Linked DNA regions of Sus scrofa: region 2 is linked to region 1. A link is a contact called in public Hi-C data. All regions are on one chromosome and are shown on one strand. Each heading gives the region's core, a stretch centred on a gene start, on an enhancer-like site or on the middle of the called end of the contact. The rest is flanking DNA. Distances are from core to core; before and after follow the strand shown. Region 1 overlaps ARID1B (AT-rich interactive domain-containing protein 1B). Region 2 has its middle 5.8 kb from the start of ARID1B.

Region 1 (2,747 bases), core at 114-2,613:
TCCTGTATGGAGAATAGCTCTCCCAGGGAGCATCGGCTCAGTGCAAGAAACCCCGCCGAGGTGTAGGCACTTCAGCAAGTACAGGGCCTGTCCTCCTACAGTCAGCCCCCGCCCCCCATTTTTTTTAAAACTACCGTTTTTATGGCAACATTCCCGCTTTAACTGCACAAAAGAGCTTGGGTTGCAGATGTGCTCCTGAGAATACGTTCTTCTCAGTGGTCCAGAAGGTGCCCGAGTCACGAGAATCAGGAAGCAGGGAGGAAGGTGCCTGAGCTGAGCCGTTCAGCCAGCGCTCGGGCTGCGGTCTGCTTGGCTTATGTGCTCTGCAGAGAGACGGACACACGGACTGGGCAGGAGGGCAGAGAATAACATCAGCCTCTCAGCCAAAAGCCAGGCCTTTCCTCCAGCATCTGTGGCCTCTTTGACTCCAGAACTTTCATTAAGGAAAATGTCTCCGAAACATCTTTCTTGTCAGAGAAGCAAAACAAATGATCCCCAGTGATTTGCCATGTCAGAGTCTCACACGCTACAAAAATTCTTCACACTAATCTTCCGCCAAAGTTTGTGTTCTTTGAAGTCAGTTTTTCCCGTAAGACTGTAACTGTAGTTTATTCCTTACTAGCCCATCCTGGCAAACAACTAAAAGATTCCTAAAAAACATTCTAGATTGTTTTTTCAAATGGTCGTGCTGAATCAGTTTAAATCCTAAATGCCAGTAATGACTTGGCATTCTACATCGTGCCTCCAGATTCCAGTTTGGATGTGATGTGCCTGACACGGATCTGAAATTCGGTCCTGTCAGCCCCTGAGAGGTCCAGCCCCTTAGCCGTGGGGCTGCACCACCATCTCCACTGTGGAGTGGCTGTGTCTTCTAGGGACTGAGAGCAAGTCAGCCAGAGGAAGCCTCCGGAATGAAACCTAAGCAAGACCTGGGGGGTACGGTTGCACCTCGGATTTGCTTATAATAGACTGTAAAGTTTCTAGAGTCCTAAGGAACAGCCAGAGGCATCGCCTCCCCAGGTGGCCTGGGCCTCCCCGAAGCTGGAATGGGGTGGGGAGGGGAGGGAGGTGGCGGGAAGCTCCACATTCAGTTAGTCAGTCTGTAACCAAAAACTCATCCATCTTTGCTGGCAGGTGGCTGACTGCATTTCTATTATTAGCTGACAGGTGATGTCACAAAACTTGTCATGGATCCAACTAGGGAATCCTCGGTGGAAGACAGATGAGAAGGGGGCTCGGGTTATACACAAAGGTGCCCTCTGGGTGACCTCTAGTAGCTGCAGACCCAGGACGCATCAGCTCTTCCTCTCTCCCCACCCAGCTTCCCACAACCCCAGCCAGAGCTGGGGCAGCGGGTTCGTGCTGTGTAAATTATCTTCCCAGCCAGGAGTCTGGCTGTACAGTCTGAAGTGTGTGAATGTACTTAACCTTCAGTAACCTTTCCATTGTTTACTTTCCAGTATACATTTGTAGCTTCTGGCAAAAAGTAGGGATATCCTAGAGAGCCAGCCTCCTCTATTAATGGAGCTTCAAGAGGTTGCATTCATTTTTTTTTTCTTCCTGAAAGGAAAGGAAAACACACTGGCAAGAGGGGAGAATTTTTCCTTTTATTTTTTTTTTATTAGCTGTGAATGTGCCTACTTATAAATAAGGCTGATTCCTAAATCATAGCCTTGTGAGCCGTGGTCCACGGGAACCGTACAGGCTGCTGTGCGCTCTGGTTCTTGACCCACGAAGCCGGCTATTTCTCCTCTCAGCTTTATGGGGCGGTCATGTCTGAGGGTCATCCTTAATGTATTTTTGAATGACTATTTTTTCTTTTATTATATTTACTTTTTAAAGATGCATTTCCAGGGTTTTACCAAATTTTGGTTTATAAGCATGAATTGGTAAGTTTCTGTTTTAAGGTATCTACATCCAAGAAGGTGTCTACATTTAAAATTAGCCTTGGAGTTCCCTTTGTGGCTCGGCAGGTTGGGACCAGACCAGGTATCCATGAGGATGCAGGTTCGATCCCTGGCCTCACTCAGTGGGTTCAGGATCCGGCGTTGCTGTGAGCTGTGGTGTAGGTCACAGATGCGGCTCGAATCTGGCATGGCTGTGGCTGTGGCTGTGGTGTAGGCTGGCAGCTGCAACTCTGGTTCGACCCCAGCCTGGGAACTTTCATATGCCGCAGGTGCAGCCCTATAAAGAATAAAAGAAACTAGTCTTCCTAGGAGTTCCCTGATGACACAGCGGGTTAAGGAGCCAGTGTTGTCACTGCAGTGGCTTGGGTCGCTGCTGCGGCTCGGGTTCGATCCCCGGCCTGGGAACTTCCATGTGTTGCAGGTCATCCCCGAGTCACTGTGGTCCTAGGCACCCAGGGGAGACGTGACGGAACGCAGTCCCTGTTGGTGGCCATCAGTATTCATTCAGGACCTCGTCTCGCTAGAGAGGTCTGGCTTGGGCTGAGGCTTCCTGAGTGGAAGCGACAGACTCGCTTCCATTTCTCACCCTCTGTAGCGCATCGCTCAGCTCCAGCTTCCTCGAAAGGGAGTCGTGGGTGGTGGTAACTGAGTCTTCATAGGAAAGAAACTATTGATGATAATATGTGCAATATCAGTTTTTACAAGCGGCCAGGAATTCTGTGTGTTACAGTTATAGTCCTGAAAGTATTTATTGTAAACCGTCTGAGGGCAGGAATTGTCTTTCTCTGTCAGTTTGGTGCATGTAGAAAATAGACTCCAATATAATAAGTACTTTATTTA
Region 2 (2,747 bases), core at 134-2,633, 420 kb before region 1:
GCAGGGCAGTCACACTGCATAACTCCAGAGGATAAGCAGCCATACTGGAGAGAGGTGTCCTTTAGATGAGTGACAACAAACATGACACTCCCTGGCTCTGTGTAAACAGGAGGCTCTGGGAAGGAGGCAAATTGTAACTTAGGGGTTGGGTGTCAACTTATTTGGTTTATTTCTTTCAAAGAGTTTTCTATGGATCGTCTCAAAGTCACAAATTCCTAGATAAGAGAGAAGGCTCTTATATCACAAAATATCACACTTGTGGATTAAGGCACACTGGGTTAAGAATTGTTGTCATAGTGTGGCACAGGTTCAGTCCCTGGCCCAGGAACTTCCTCATTCTGTGGGCGTGGCCAAAAAAAATTTTTTTTTTTTGCCCTGTATGGTTCTGAGAAGTTTCCCTCAGCTTCTTAAAACTTCTAAGCTCTTTTTAGGTCTAAGATTCTATTATGAACAGAGTTGGCTTATCAGCATGGTAGATTGGGGGTGGTATAGAGAAAAGTGGGTAGGATAGATAGATAGGCTGAAGTGGACAGACAGGGTGGTAGGATAGAAGCTGGAGTTTCCAGTTGCTTCATCGTTGGTGTAGACCAGGAGGGGGTGGGATGAAAAAGAAGTGAGAGATAGGAAATTTGGTCCATTTCCTCACCCTCGTGACTGACTTATTACCAAGTCCTCCTATGTTCTCGCCTCGACCTCTCTCCCATGTAGGGCCACTGCAAGCATGTTTGATGCTTTGTGCCAGTTAGAAAAAGACACCCCATCCTCCAGCAGACTAAGTCCAGTGTCAAGACTCAGTGAGTGGCAAGTAAGCCTTGGCTGAGACCCCTTGATCAGTGAAAAATTCGCCCATTCTTAAATGGTGGACTCGAGTTGGTTCACTTATCTCTGTCCTCATGGTGCCTCCTGCTTCCATCTTCTCATGTGCACAAGACAGGTGGGAGAGCCTTGTACAAAAAGGCTCAAATTTAGACTTTGGTGTGGTTGCCAAGTTGGGTTATGTGTTTAGCTCTGGAGGTACAATGACTAGACGAAAAGGTGTTCATCCTATTTTTTGTTTTTCAACGTGGATCTGTTAACAGACTGTGTATTTGTGGGGGCACTGTGAATTAAATAAATGTTAATTTTTCCGTGAGACGCACATTTGTATCGCCTTCTGGTTTTGAGGCCGAATGTTTTAAAAACTGTAAACATTAAAAAAAGGTCATTTGTATGATCCTCTTTTATTGTTCCTTAATATCGCCAAACACTGGGAGCCTCAGCACAGGAGGGTGGCCGGGCCTGGGCGGAGCAGCCCCCAGCCTGGGCCCGCCCCCACTCCCGCCCCCACGCTCTGGCTCCGCCTCTCTTCCCAGCAGCCAGTGGGTCCCGGGACCACCCGGCCCCGCCCGCTGGCCCCGGTTTAAAGGCCGCAGATAGTTCGCTCAGCTCGTGGGAGACCAGCCCTGGTGGAGTTGGGCTGCGTGCCCGGCGCGGTGGCCCCACCTCCGCGGCCGCTGCGGGTGCGCCAGCCCGGCTCTGCTCCGCAGCCCCACCGGCCTCCTGCTGTCGGGGACGCCCTTTCGCTTCTTTCCCTGGTTCACGCCTCCTCACTTTGCGGGTTTCAGCCCCAGTTCCATTTCCTCCGGGAAGTCTTTCCCCAGTCTCTGTCAGTTTCTTCGTTTATTTCGCTCCTACAAGCCTGCACCTCTCCTTCAGAGCACGTTTTCTTTGCGCATTTACGCATTTGTTAGTGGGATCATCTGATTAATGTCGAGCTGGTAGGCAGTGCGGGAGTTTCTTTTTTCTTTCTTCCTCACTGCAGGGTCCGCAGAGCCTAGCACTGGGCCGGTGCAGAGCAGGCAAGCCTTGGCAATTATTTGCTGAATGACTGAATGGGGTTGAGCCAAGAAGCTGCCTTCCCAACTGCTTCTTATGGGTTATGCTTTGGGAAGGAAACCTTTAACCCACGTGGTCCCCGAGAAAGCAGGTCACCAGCACCACAGCGAGAAGTAGAGCTTGAGAGGAGACGTCTGAGGGTTCAGAGAGGATGCCAGATATAGCCCACTGAATTTTAAGTCCTATAGAAACATTTTACAATGTAGAGACTTGCTTTAAGTTAGAGAAAAAAAAATTATGTTTAACCACTTGGGCATTTCTAGAGGAATGCATTGATAGGCAATGAAATTATGTCATTTTATTTAAGAAAAGCATATAATCAAGTCCTTTGGCCCTTAGAACAGTCAGTCCTAATCTGCCCTTAAAGGTGACTACTGATTCTCTTAATGAGTTAGGGACAAAGCAGTTGAAGATAAACAGGGTGAAATAAATATTACAAATTTGCTACATTAATGCACCTAAGTTATTTATTGTTTGGAATTTATTGTGCTTGAAAAGTAGTTGTATTTTAGAAGCTTATGCGTACTGTGAAGGGATTTACTGCATTTGACAAAGACCCAGAAGGCCTTGAGATAAATCACTCAGATCTTCCCCCAAAATTGAGGTGATTATCTCTCCAAATGACTTCCCTTGTATTTTTGATTATTACAAAATGACCTCAAATGTTTATTTCTGAAATATTTATTTCTGAGGAACTAGAGTGGTATCATCAATAAAGTGCTCAATAAGTGATTCTGATGATGGTAAAATGAATGAGGACAATACTGACAATAAAGTGAAGGAAATGCCGTTGAACACACATTTGTCTGAAAGTTAAAGAAAATTTCTAAACTAGGCTGTAAGAAAAGATTTTATTACACATCATTCAAAAC

Evidence for each region. A called contact is a pair of places that touch in the nucleus more often than the background predicts.
Region 2: a contact with region 1 is called in a Hi-C map of heart right ventricle, with 3 times the contacts expected there. The contact joins two enhancer-like sites. A contact is called at or near these places in 3 of 47 Hi-C or Micro-C datasets (embryonic fibroblasts, heart right ventricle and psoas muscle) and 1 of 2 datasets of contacts at active chromatin or transcription factors (skeletal muscle).

What each region holds. Positions count from the first base shown.
Region 1 is chr1:9,812,582-9,815,328 of Sscrofa11.1, reverse strand. All of the region lies in intron 14 of ARID1B (AT-rich interactive domain-containing protein 1B), which reads left to right. Among named protein-coding and RNA genes, the nearest start is that of TMEM242, 150 kb to the right of the region's middle. Within about 2 kb of position 1,363, at least 15 of the 83 cell types and tissues checked have an H3K27ac peak or open chromatin away from gene starts, as enhancers often do. A contact at or near this core is called in skeletal muscle, where this site is marked.
Region 2 is chr1:10,231,832-10,234,578 of Sscrofa11.1, reverse strand. No RefSeq gene overlaps it. Among named protein-coding and RNA genes, the nearest start is that of ARID1B, 5.8 kb to the right of the region's middle. Within about 2 kb of position 1,383, at least 54 of the 83 cell types and tissues checked have an H3K27ac peak or open chromatin away from gene starts, as enhancers often do. A contact at or near this core is called in skeletal muscle, where this site is marked.